2 separate regions of the Drosophila melanogaster genome follow, and region 2 is linked to region 1. Evidence: chromatin contacts called from public Hi-C data. All regions are on one chromosome and are shown on one strand. The core of a region is the stretch at or near the end of the contact, and the rest is flanking DNA. Distances in the headings are between cores, read along the strand shown.

Region 1 (5,706 bases), core at 998-3,497:
AGAATCCTTGCAAGAAATGAAGCATTTGGGATCGAGGAGAAGATATCCAGTTAAGAGGCATAATTGCAGACTTTATTGCTGAAACCTTCAACCGACCATTAGTCATTCGGGCGCTGCTGTGCAATCTTTTGGGGAATTTTGGGCATTCATTGAAATCAATAGCAACCCACTCATCAATTGGCTTGGAATATATCTACATATATACACATATTCCGATCGGATCGTTTGAGTTCACAGTGTGACGTCAATGCCAAGAATCCAGGGCGATCGCGTGCACGCACACTTCAAAGCTCTGAAGATCGTCTCGTGTGTGTGTGATCTCGATTCCGTTCTTTCTACACGGAAAAAAGAAAATTCATTTTGCAATGGCAGTAGCTCGACTCTTGTCCCTCTGCCGCTGGTCACCCATCCCACCCACTCAGAAGGCAGAAGGTCAATTGCACTTCGGCTGGCAGTTTATTAATTTGGCTTATTCATATATACATATAGCTCGTCTAGCTATTTGATTTTCAGCCAGGCTAATGGCCAACTCCCGTGGCTGAGTTTCCCACAGCTGACTGACCAACAACCAACCAGCCACCCACCACCCAGTCCGCCCACCTGATGACCTTGTGCAAACTCGCGCGCGCAGGTGAAAAGTCTGCGGCTCGTGCCAGTTTCTAAAATTAAATCTTACGTTAGTGTTGGCAGAAGAGAATTTCGGTTGTAGATCCCAGGCACACTTAATTGATTTAACTATATAATAATTTAACTGTATAAAAGCTATAAAATGAAGTATCCACACGTTTCCACGTCTCGCAACGAAAAGCACCCACTCTTTTCGAAAGATATATGTATATTGTTCCTTTGTGGCTGGCATTTATCTGGTTGTTAGTTAGTTTTAATAGTTGTCTTCTTTGCCTGCCTTGTGTCGTCTTGTGGTTGTCGCATCATTTGTCGACCGACCATAAAAACCGTGATAAGCGTTTAATGGCATAACTTCCACGCGAGAGCCAAGACGATCCTAAGTAGCATGGAGCCGGACTAAGCCGAGATCTACCATGATGAGCTCTGAGTGGCACGAAGCTAAACGGTTATTTAAATTCCTTAAGCCTGTTCTGCAGCTCGAATCGAGCATTCGGGTGAGTCAAATGTGGAGATACTTTTGGAAAACGACTAAAAATCGAATCTATGCTATGCTTCAATTTGAATTAAGTCTCAAGAACTTGTGAATAAACTGATAGTTCGCATATCTAGTTTTGGTTTATCAACTGCTGTTGTGTTAACTGAATGGAAGATCTGTATTCAACCCATTCATCATTTGATAAGATCTACAATCTGATTCGCATAACATACTAGCAAATGCATGCAAATTTATGCCACACTGATTGTAGTGAATCTTTTGCAGTTTGCTAAAGAATTTGCGGTGATAAGAGGTACTGATTAAACCAGGAAGAAACAACCCCACATACATATATATCAAGCTATGTTACACAATATATATATTTACCTGATTATTCCTATGGTTATTTTGTACTTCAAATCGGGTTAGGTCCTGCTTGATGCTCTCGAGGGCTTCCGCCGTGTATTTATCATTGGGGCGACCGCCCCTTTTTTCGCCCGCTGGATGCATGATGCTGCTGCTTCGCCCTGTGGCATTTAGCACTCATATCACAGAAATGCTCCGCACACTAACACTCGCACAGCACAGCACAGCACACACACACACACACGCACACACACTGGGGCACATCGGCGGCCGGGAATTTGATTTGGCTCTGCCTCTCTACGATTATTATTATTTTTATTATTATTTAATTGGTTGTTTTGTATGAAATAGATGCTTTACTTGTTTGTCTGGCGATGCCGACACCACCTTTTTGCCTTTGAATATCTATATCTGTGGCGAGACTACAACGAACTAAGGCGCGGGTTTTAGGATGCTTTATTATCTCGATCTTGATATTGTTGCTCTCAATAAAGATAATTGTGTTTGCACTGCTCTTTCTCGCGGTGTAGGCTTCTGCTTTGTTTGTCGTCGGATTATTTATCACTCGCGCCGGGAATTCTTCCACTCGCATTCGCATTCGCATTCACATTCACATTTGCATTATAAGAGAAACCCCCCTCCCTTTCGCCTATCCAGCATTCATTTGGCATGTAAATACTGCTCCCCGCATTTCATTTGTATTTGTATTTGTTGTTCTTCCGATTTTATTCCTCTGCTTTATCAGAGATTCTGCGCCAGCCGCAGACACACAATTCAAATTCAAAAATAGTTGGCAGATCCGAATAAAAGTCGCAGGCGATGAATGAATTCCATTTGAATATCTGAATACCAAAATATTAGTTGATTTTAATTTGATTTGAGCCGATTCTCGACCACTCGGAATCTTAATTGATCCTACACACGAATCGATGGCGGCCAACTTGGAGCTGAAAATAGACGAAAGACGGGGGAGTCGGGTGAGAAAATTGATCAAACGAAAATTGTCACACGCTCAACGTTAAATACAAAATGCTAAATGCCAAATGCCAAATGCCACATGATGGAATCAAGCTTTTCAGTCGCCTCCAAAGTGACAAATTCATTGGGTTCACACAAACTGAACTTGATTACAGTGGTTCCGAGAAACCATTAAGAGAAAATGATAAATATAATATATTATATATCTCTGTTTAATAGCATTATTTATATGGAATTCCATAGTGGATCTTTCAGAAACATTAGCTACCTCGCCGCTCAAAAATCTATCCAAATTTGCAGCACTATGTTGTCCAGTTGATGGGTTTGTCGGCCCATTCGAGTGCCAGCGACGTGAGTCACCGCCGATCGTGGGTCTTAAAGAGCTGCCGGAAAATCCACACTCATTGTTCGTAATGACCATCGCGACTCGTGGAGGAAGTGCTTTCTTTTGCATGCCTTTTGCCAGTGATTTTGGGGCCCAAACTGCCACCAAGTTGCAGCAGATCGGGGGCAAAATGCAATGCGAAAAGGTGGGGGTGCACATAAATTATGCTCTTATGTCATGTTTCGAATTCTGGGGAAATGTAAACGAAACAAAAATCCCCCGGCAACGCAAAAACAAACCCAATTTTATGACGAACCATTAAGTTCACACTATATGCGTGTATCCATATGTGTGTGTGTGTGGGGGGGGAGGTGGAGCTCGAGGGGAGCGGAGGGAGTGGCGTGCGCACCTGACTATGAAATAGCCATCGACAGATAGATGTGTAAACAAACACGGAATTTCGCCGAATTTGTGCCAAGTGCAAATGAGGAAGGGAAACGCAGCGGTTGATCGAAGTGCATGATACCCTGCAGGAGGGAATACTATCCAACTATACAGATTCGATTGCATTCTAATGAATTTGTTCTATTCCATTTTGTATTGTCGGTTGTATCTCGAATATTTGTTGGCCTAGAACAGCAGTGCCCCCATATTGATGGCTTCATAAAGTTGGCGCACCGAACAGTTGACATGCCTTGCAGCACACTCGTGTCCACAAATATGTGTACATACATATATCCGGAGATAATGAGCCATGGACATCTGCCGACATCCAAAAACACTAATGACTCGGTGCCTTGATCCGCAAACAGCGTTTTGATTGCCCTGTAAATTCAGTCGAACATAAAAAGCTGGGAGCCACGAAATGGCAAGGCGAAACATGAGTTTTAATTATTCTGTTGACAAAATTGTATTGTTGTTTTGCTTCTTTACTTTAATTCCGCTCTATTAGCTTTTGCCAAGGAATGCGAATTTGGCCGGGGTTGAGCACACAAGCCATAGATGATAACAAGTCGCCGGAGCATATGGATCCCGGGTGGGTAAACATCTCGGCCCCACGCGCCAAATCCGAGTGTCAACAGAGATCGGCCCTGGCGGACTATATAACTATGGTGGCTATATGTTTGTATATATGTAGATATGTTTTGGTGCCAAGTTGGGAAACATTCGCATTCCACGCATACCGCTCAGTATTTTTGCGCAAATAGACGGCCGGATTGTGTGCTCGTAGTATCCAATAACTAATTAACAATCCAAACATCCAATTCACTTGCAATCCACGCCAGTCTGCCCCCCCTTCCCCTCTCCACACCCTCCTCCAACGCACTCTGCTGAAATATTTTGATTTAGATGCGTTATTAAGCGGCTACGCCATGGGAATCTTTAATTGTTTAATTGCGTCCAAAGTTGTGCCTCCACATGAAAGGGCGAGTGCCGCTTCGTATCTAAAGCGATATCTAAATGGCTTTTATTTCCTATTTTCGCTTAGGCAGAATTTCACATTTAGCATTAATTGAGATAGTTGATGGCTCGTTAGTTTTACACATTTTCCAAATCTCTGGAACTCATATTTACCCCTTTTTTTCGAGCTGTGTAACGCTTTTCTGGAGCAATAGACTCTAATCACTTTCGCAAACTAGGACTGCATATTTACGTTGTTCAGATTGCGTTTACTTTGACACCTGTAAGGTGTTTAATCACCTGAGAACTACACTGTGTACACAGATTTACTAAAAGCTGCATGTATCTTTGGGATTAACTTAATTGCCATTTTGTAACCACATTTTGACTTGGGTTTACTTTTTCAGAAACTACAAAGTCTCACTTGGTTTTTCTTACGTGTTTTTCACACTGAAAATAGACTGTTGTTTATACTAATTTGTTTAGAAATGTGATTTTGACCCATAATCTACCTTCAACTTTGATAACTTATCACCCGATAGATTACGAAAGCGTAGTAATGAACCACAGATCCCGAAATCCCAAGGGAATTACGGGCCTCCAAATGAGAGCGAGCGAGAGCGAGAGAGGGAGTGAAAGAGGAAGAGAGAGAATCACGCTGCAGGGGGCAAACACTCACACACGCACACACAGGCAGGCGAAGAAGTGTGCGACGCGTCAGGGCAGAAGATAAAAATAGTATTAGTTGCTGATTATTATTGCAAAAATGCGCATTCCACAGCCTGCTGAGAAGAAGATCAGAGGCGGAAAAGGGGAGGCAGCAGGCGGAAAAAAGGGGGCGGGTCGGCGGCTGCTGCTGGGTCGCCTTTGCTCTTGCTCTCTTTCTCCCGCTCGCTCTCCATCTCTCTGTTTTCGTTTCGTTTTCCCTTTTTTCATACACTCTCTCACACAAACACACACACACACTCTCTGGAGGTGGTCGGCAAAAAGGGGGCGGGGATCGAAGCAAGCAAGAAAAACGAGCTAAATTGCATTTTCGTCGTCAACATCGCTCGACTTGCATTGCAACGAAACAGGGGCGCAGAAGGGGTGCGGAAAATTCCAGGGGGTTGGGGATTTTCATTGGGATTAGCCCAAGATCAGCGAACACCCTCACAAGCTTAGGATATACGGTCTTTGGGAAAATAGCCTAAAATTCTTCAATGTGACTTAGGAACTAGGATGCTCAGTATCCGTTAACTTTATTTGTATCAAAAATCATTTCATTGAAAAGAGTTTAATCGTTTAAAGATTACACTGGAATCCATATAGCACTATGCTCCATTGCGTTCTACACTTTCTGCGGGGTATCCCTATGGTCGTCACAATCCCCGCGCCAAACTTCCTCTTCCTTTTCTTGTTTTATCGTTCATTTACTTTTAAAAGCGAGCAACAACAGCAAAAACAGCCCACTGTATTGGTATTTATTGCCCTGCTCTCTGCTCGTTGGCTATATGCGCGCGCGTGTGTGTGTGTGTCTCTGTGTGCTCTGTGG
Region 2 (5,393 bases), core at 2,217-4,716, 620 kb after region 1:
TGCAGTTTGAACTTGTTTTTCATTTTCTTTATTTTTATTATTTAATATTCTTTTATAATGGAAACAATCTTTTTTAATGTGGCCTTCTCTGCCACAGTGGTGACACTTGACTTTATACTTTGAATTTCCTTTGAATATTTTCTTTGGTTTAGTTACCCGATTTTTAAACAAATTATTTTTATAAGTGTTATTATTGTTGTGCACGATCGCGTTCATAACTTTCTTGCTTGTATCGTTGTGGTCATTTTTAATTTTAATTTCTTGATCCAGCAATCTATTTTTCACAAACGCCAATGTCAAATTTTCTTCAGATAATGTCTCTATCGCTGTAATAATTCCATCGTAACACGAAGGCAATGTGATCAGTAGATGAGAAATTTTATCCATCTCTTCTATTTTTGCACCAGCTGCCAACAATTCACTTATAAGTTCGTCAAAAATATGAAAATGGCTTAATAGTGACATCTCACTCGATAGCTTCAGAGAAAGCAAACGTTTTCGCAGCGCCAGTTGCGACGCCAAACTTTTTCGTTCATAAACGGCGTCCAAATTCTCAAGAATCTGACGCGCCGTAATGTCGCTTGTTGCGAAATTTAAAAACGAGTCGCTTAGGTACTCTATTATTGTACTTTTTGCACAACGCTCTGCCTTTTTCCAGGAGTCATCTACCTCGTTAGGCATTAAACCATCAACTACTTTAAGCACATCTTGCTCGGCTAAAAGAGCCCTAATTCTAAATTTCCAAATCGCGTACTTCTCGCCATCAAACGGCTTAATATTACGTTTAGCCTTGTCCATTTTTCACTCAAATTCTGAGAAGGAAATAATTTCATAAGAATGTGAAAAAAAAGCTATTTCACAAGAATGTGAAAAAATGCTATTTCACAATTTATTTTCACAATCTTTAATTCACAATTTAATTGTTTATTAGGCATGGACTGGGCCCATAACCTGTTGTAATTTATAATTTATATTTCCTTTCTTAATAAATAAATAAATAGTCAAGTTTATGTTTGAGTTTTATGATTTATATTTTAAGTTATTTCAACTGCAACACCAGCACCACGACCTACTCACAGCAAAAACGTACAAGAAGGAAAGAAGGAATAAAAAGAGTGGTATTCTCTTACAATATGTTTTATGGCATAAAAGGTGTGGCCATTCATATCAAATATAAAGTAGTGTTGTTTAACGTTATTTTTGTAGGTTGAATAGTATATTCCAACAATAATTAAAAGCATTTATTAGCTTGTGTAACACTTAATGCGGCAGGAAAAGAGATCAAAGAAGTGGACTGTTTTTATAGTTTTAAATACCTCAACCTTGAAGCGCATTGATTTTGGAGGAGACAACATCGGGACATCGACGAGGACCTTGGTGTCATTAGGGAACATTGAAATGGAAATTTCGATATCGTGCTGATGGAGAATCGCTTTACGTGCTCCCAATGCATTTATGATGGCATGCAACACAAAATAAAAAACAAAAAAAACAAATGCTTGTTGTTGTTTCGCTGATTGATAAATGTAAAACTTGAAAAACAAAAGGCAGAGGGCGATCGATTTCCGATTTGTTTGGCTTTCGATTAGGAGGAGACGGAGTTTTATACAAATCGGACGTGGCTTTTTTGGCTTTTTGTATCAGCTGCAATTGCGACACGAGGTCTGTGTGCTGTGCTCATGTATGTAGATCCAAACGACTTGGCCGGCGAACGGTCATTCATAAAACCGCAGCAATGGCCAACGACAAGCTTTTTACGCAATCGGCAGCCTTGTGCCAAAAAATAATACTAGTAATAATGCGCAAAAATAATAATAATAAATAAGTAGAAACAAGCGCTGCGGGCGGGCGGAGATACATCGCTGAATTGAAAATAAAATGCCTCAAGTTTCCATTAAAATCGCATGCACTTTGTGTTGAAAAATCAATTAAAAGCGCCGGCCGTCGCTAGCAATTAATGCAAATGGCCAGAAATAAAACTAAATTAAGAGCTCTGCGAACTCGAATGAAATGTAAACATGCAGCGGATTCCGATTCGGATTCGGCATACAAAACTGCGGCAGTAATAAAATATTATTTAAGAATATTTAAAGCGGGCGCTCCTAATATTTGCACATGATAAATGTATTTCTGGAAAATGGAACAAATGCACAAGCTATTTGTATTTGTGCAGCCAGCAAATGCAAATAGTCGACTGCAGATGAAAATCTCAATCATTTAAATCAATAAATTAAAATTGGCAACGGAAAACCAGCCGAATGGTGGTCGAATATTCGGAAAATTGTGAGTTTGAGTGATTGGAGCTTTCAGTTGTCTAATATTCAATATACAACGTGTTTCGCTGCTGCACGGAAAGTAGGGCGAAATGTGTGGAAATAAATTGAATGATTCCGACTTTCAGCACATATTGTATGTGTGTATGTTTTTTGAAATCGAAGGACTCTAAAGATTTATGCTATGCATAACTGCCATAGTTGAATGGTTGTTGTTCGGAGACAAGTATCGCTTGGAAAGTCCAAGAATATTGAAACACTCACGTGGGAGCTTGGAAAAAAAAAACTTGTTTCTGACAAGGCGGCGCTTGGACTTGCTTAGACACTTCGGAATGGAATGATTAAATGAATGTTTATGCAGCGATGTGGTGAATGCTGTCGATTCGAAATGACGTCACTGTGACGTCAAGCACAAACCGCTTTTATTTTATTTATTTTTTGTTCGCCGTTCCTCCTTGAATTAATAGCAGGTGGTGGGGGCAAAACGGGGCCGGCGGCAAATGCCAAATTAAAACATGTACACAATGTCAATAATACATCGTCATAGTATTCAAATGAAGTTTGACAGACACACACAGAATGGCAGAAAGAGTAGACACAGGTGGCCTTATTTTATTCACTCCTATTCAGCCCAGTGGTAGGAGCCAAGTTGCGGACTTGGTCAAAGCAAAGCGCGAGCCTTGGCCATTATTGCTACCATGTGTATGTGGGTGGGTTGGCCATTGGAGCCGCCCGCCATCGCCGTATTTATATCTGTCTGTCTGGCCAAAGCAAATAATCAAATAATTTGTCAGGTTCAAGACCAGATGATCAGCTTGATTTGCGGGCTAAATGGGGAAAAGGGGATTGTATTAAAAAAGCAATTTATTTCCATTCTTCAGCTTGCTGCTGGAAATAATATTATGAAAAACCTGGCTTGGCATGCTAATAAATTATAAATCCTTTTTCACACTCAGCGCTGAACTAAAAATAATAGCCTAATGTCGTAAAAATATTTATTTAAATAACCAATTATTCATAGCAGCTCGCTCGTCGTCCAGCAACAACGTTTTCAATTACATTTGCCAATGGTTATAATTAAAACAGCAGCGAATTATTTATTGCGCCCATTATTTTTTGGTTTGCTGCGGTTTACACGGCCGTGTTTACGTTTTAATGTAATTACGCTCATTATTATGTAATAGAAAACAAGTCGGCTGAGAAAATCACAACGCAAAGGCGATTTCGCAAGCGGACCACGGCGGTTGGAACGGAGCCCCCCATATCATTATCATCATCATCCGCATCATCATCATCATCATTATCATCATCATCATCATCATCATCAGCATCGGGGGATCTGTCGCCGCCGTTGTTGTTTCGTTTTTAGTTGTTTCCCAACTCATCCAAGGTCTCCCATTAGAATAAAGAATACAGAATCGCTGAGCCTCTGCCGCTGCCCCGCCCCCCCAGGCCGCTCCGCCCCAATCCGCATGAATGGAAGGCTTGACGCGAAGTCGTCTGGAATGTATGGCAGCTATCACGAATGAATGGAACTGTTCAAAGCGGCAACAATAACAATAAGCATATACAAATTCCAGTGCCATATTGCGGCGATCAAATGAGGCGAGCGAACAGTCAGCGTCATGCGTGTATGGCTGTCAAGACCATAAATATTTACGCAGATCGAGATCGAGATCGTGAAGGGAGATATGGAGCAGGAGCGAATGGTTCGGGTCAGTACGCTAAGTTAGACCAAATTAGAGAACCAATAAACTTCTTTTATAGCTCAGCGTTTTTATGACATCTTTCTGAATTCAGAGGAAAAGAATGGCCAAAATGTTCTTAATTCTCGTGATTATACTAATACTAAAATCTGATTGCTCGAAAAGGTTAATAAATCAATTTGTCTGCGATTCGTTATCAGTGGGCTTGTTGGCCCAGTTTTTCGCATGCGCAGTCCTTGATCCACATAACACCTTCAGATAAATGCGCCTTCGAAAGTGATTCATCAGAAGTCACACCTTCATCCGCCATCCGCGATTCGCACACCCACTCCGTCGGAAATCTGTGCATATCTACATGGATTGGATATTTGACTTTGACTGCCTATGGCCCAATTGCGTTTGTCGTGCTTCGATAATTTTCGCACCATGCAAATTGGGGAGCTAGTTTATTGCGATTTCAAATGATTGCTTTTTGCTTTTGTCTTCCCTCTACTCCTGCTATTTGTCTTACTCTTTGCGCTGACACTTTGTTGCCGCGCACTTCTAATTGTATTTTTCAATAGGACAATCGCGAGTGACTCAACGCCCAGTGCAATCACAAAAGAACGAAATTGTCACATGATTATCATATGATGTGGCTATACACGTCTGCGATTTTCATGGGGGTTATACAAGTCAATCGCTGATTGCTCGCACCTAATGAGCTTCCATCCATTCCAGCTTCCTTTGGCTTTCCGCTTTTGTTTTTCATGAAAAGCTGGATAAGGCAAGGCCAATGACTTTTCCTTCAAGGCGTCACTGGAATATTTAAGTTGCAACTCCCACCGAAAAAGCGGAAAAAATTCAGCTCAGGAACAGTTTGATGTCCTGTTTCTGGTTACTGGTCCGGGTTCGGGTCCTTAGCCCTTTCTGGCAACTTATCCTGACTTGTGTTTGCCAGGCTGTCGCTCCCTCGACTCCGACTGCCTTTGGTTTTCGCTGCTTTCGCTTCTTTTGTGCTGCATACAAAAGATTTGGCTCGCCCGTTGTTGTTTCCTTATTTTTATGCACTGGGTATTTGCAGGGTATGCCAGCGGGATTTGAGCCCGAAGATCTTGAGCTCAAAAGGTTCCTGCAGAGCACTCAAAATCCACTTGCGGGGCATTCGCTATTCGCATAACCCCACGCTTTTAATTTATTCGAATTTTTTCCCCCATTTTGTGTTTATTTGCAAGAATTCTCCCTTATTTTCCAGCTAGGGTGCAGACGAACGATATGTATGTATGAGTATGATTTTGGGAGGGTGTTTACACACTCGCCATTGAAATGCAGCCAAGCATCTCTGGAGCTGCGAAGCTTCCGCTGCATAAATATTACGCTACTCATGTGCATTCAGCATTCTGTGCAATTTATTTCATTTTACTGCCAACTGCCA

Evidence for each region. A called contact is a pair of places that touch in the nucleus more often than the background predicts.
Region 2: a contact with region 1 is called in a Hi-C map of the Kc167 cell line, with 3 times the contacts expected there. The contact joins two enhancer-like sites. A contact is called at or near these places in 1 of 107 Hi-C or Micro-C datasets (the Kc167 cell line) and 1 of 6 datasets of contacts at active chromatin or transcription factors (the Kc167 cell line).

Annotation. Positions count from the first base shown.
Region 1 is chr3R:30,798,549-30,804,254 of dm6, forward strand. wts (warts) reads right to left here. Exons shown (of 8, transcript NM_170524.2): 2 at 1,490-2,415. The coding sequence starts at 1,612. Among named protein-coding and RNA genes, the nearest start is that of wts, 5.2 kb to the right of the region's middle. Within about 2 kb of position 2,248, at least 13 of the 39 cell types and tissues checked have an H3K27ac peak or open chromatin away from gene starts, as enhancers often do. A contact at or near this core is called in the Kc167 cell line, where this site is marked.
Region 2 is chr3R:31,417,060-31,422,452 of dm6, forward strand. The region is part of intron 2 of Gprk2 (G protein-coupled receptor kinase 2); the gene reads left to right. Among named protein-coding and RNA genes, the nearest start is that of PNPase, 14 kb to the left of the region's middle. Within about 2 kb of position 3,467, at least 23 of the 39 cell types and tissues checked have an H3K27ac peak or open chromatin away from gene starts, as enhancers often do. A contact at or near this core is called in the Kc167 cell line, where this site is marked.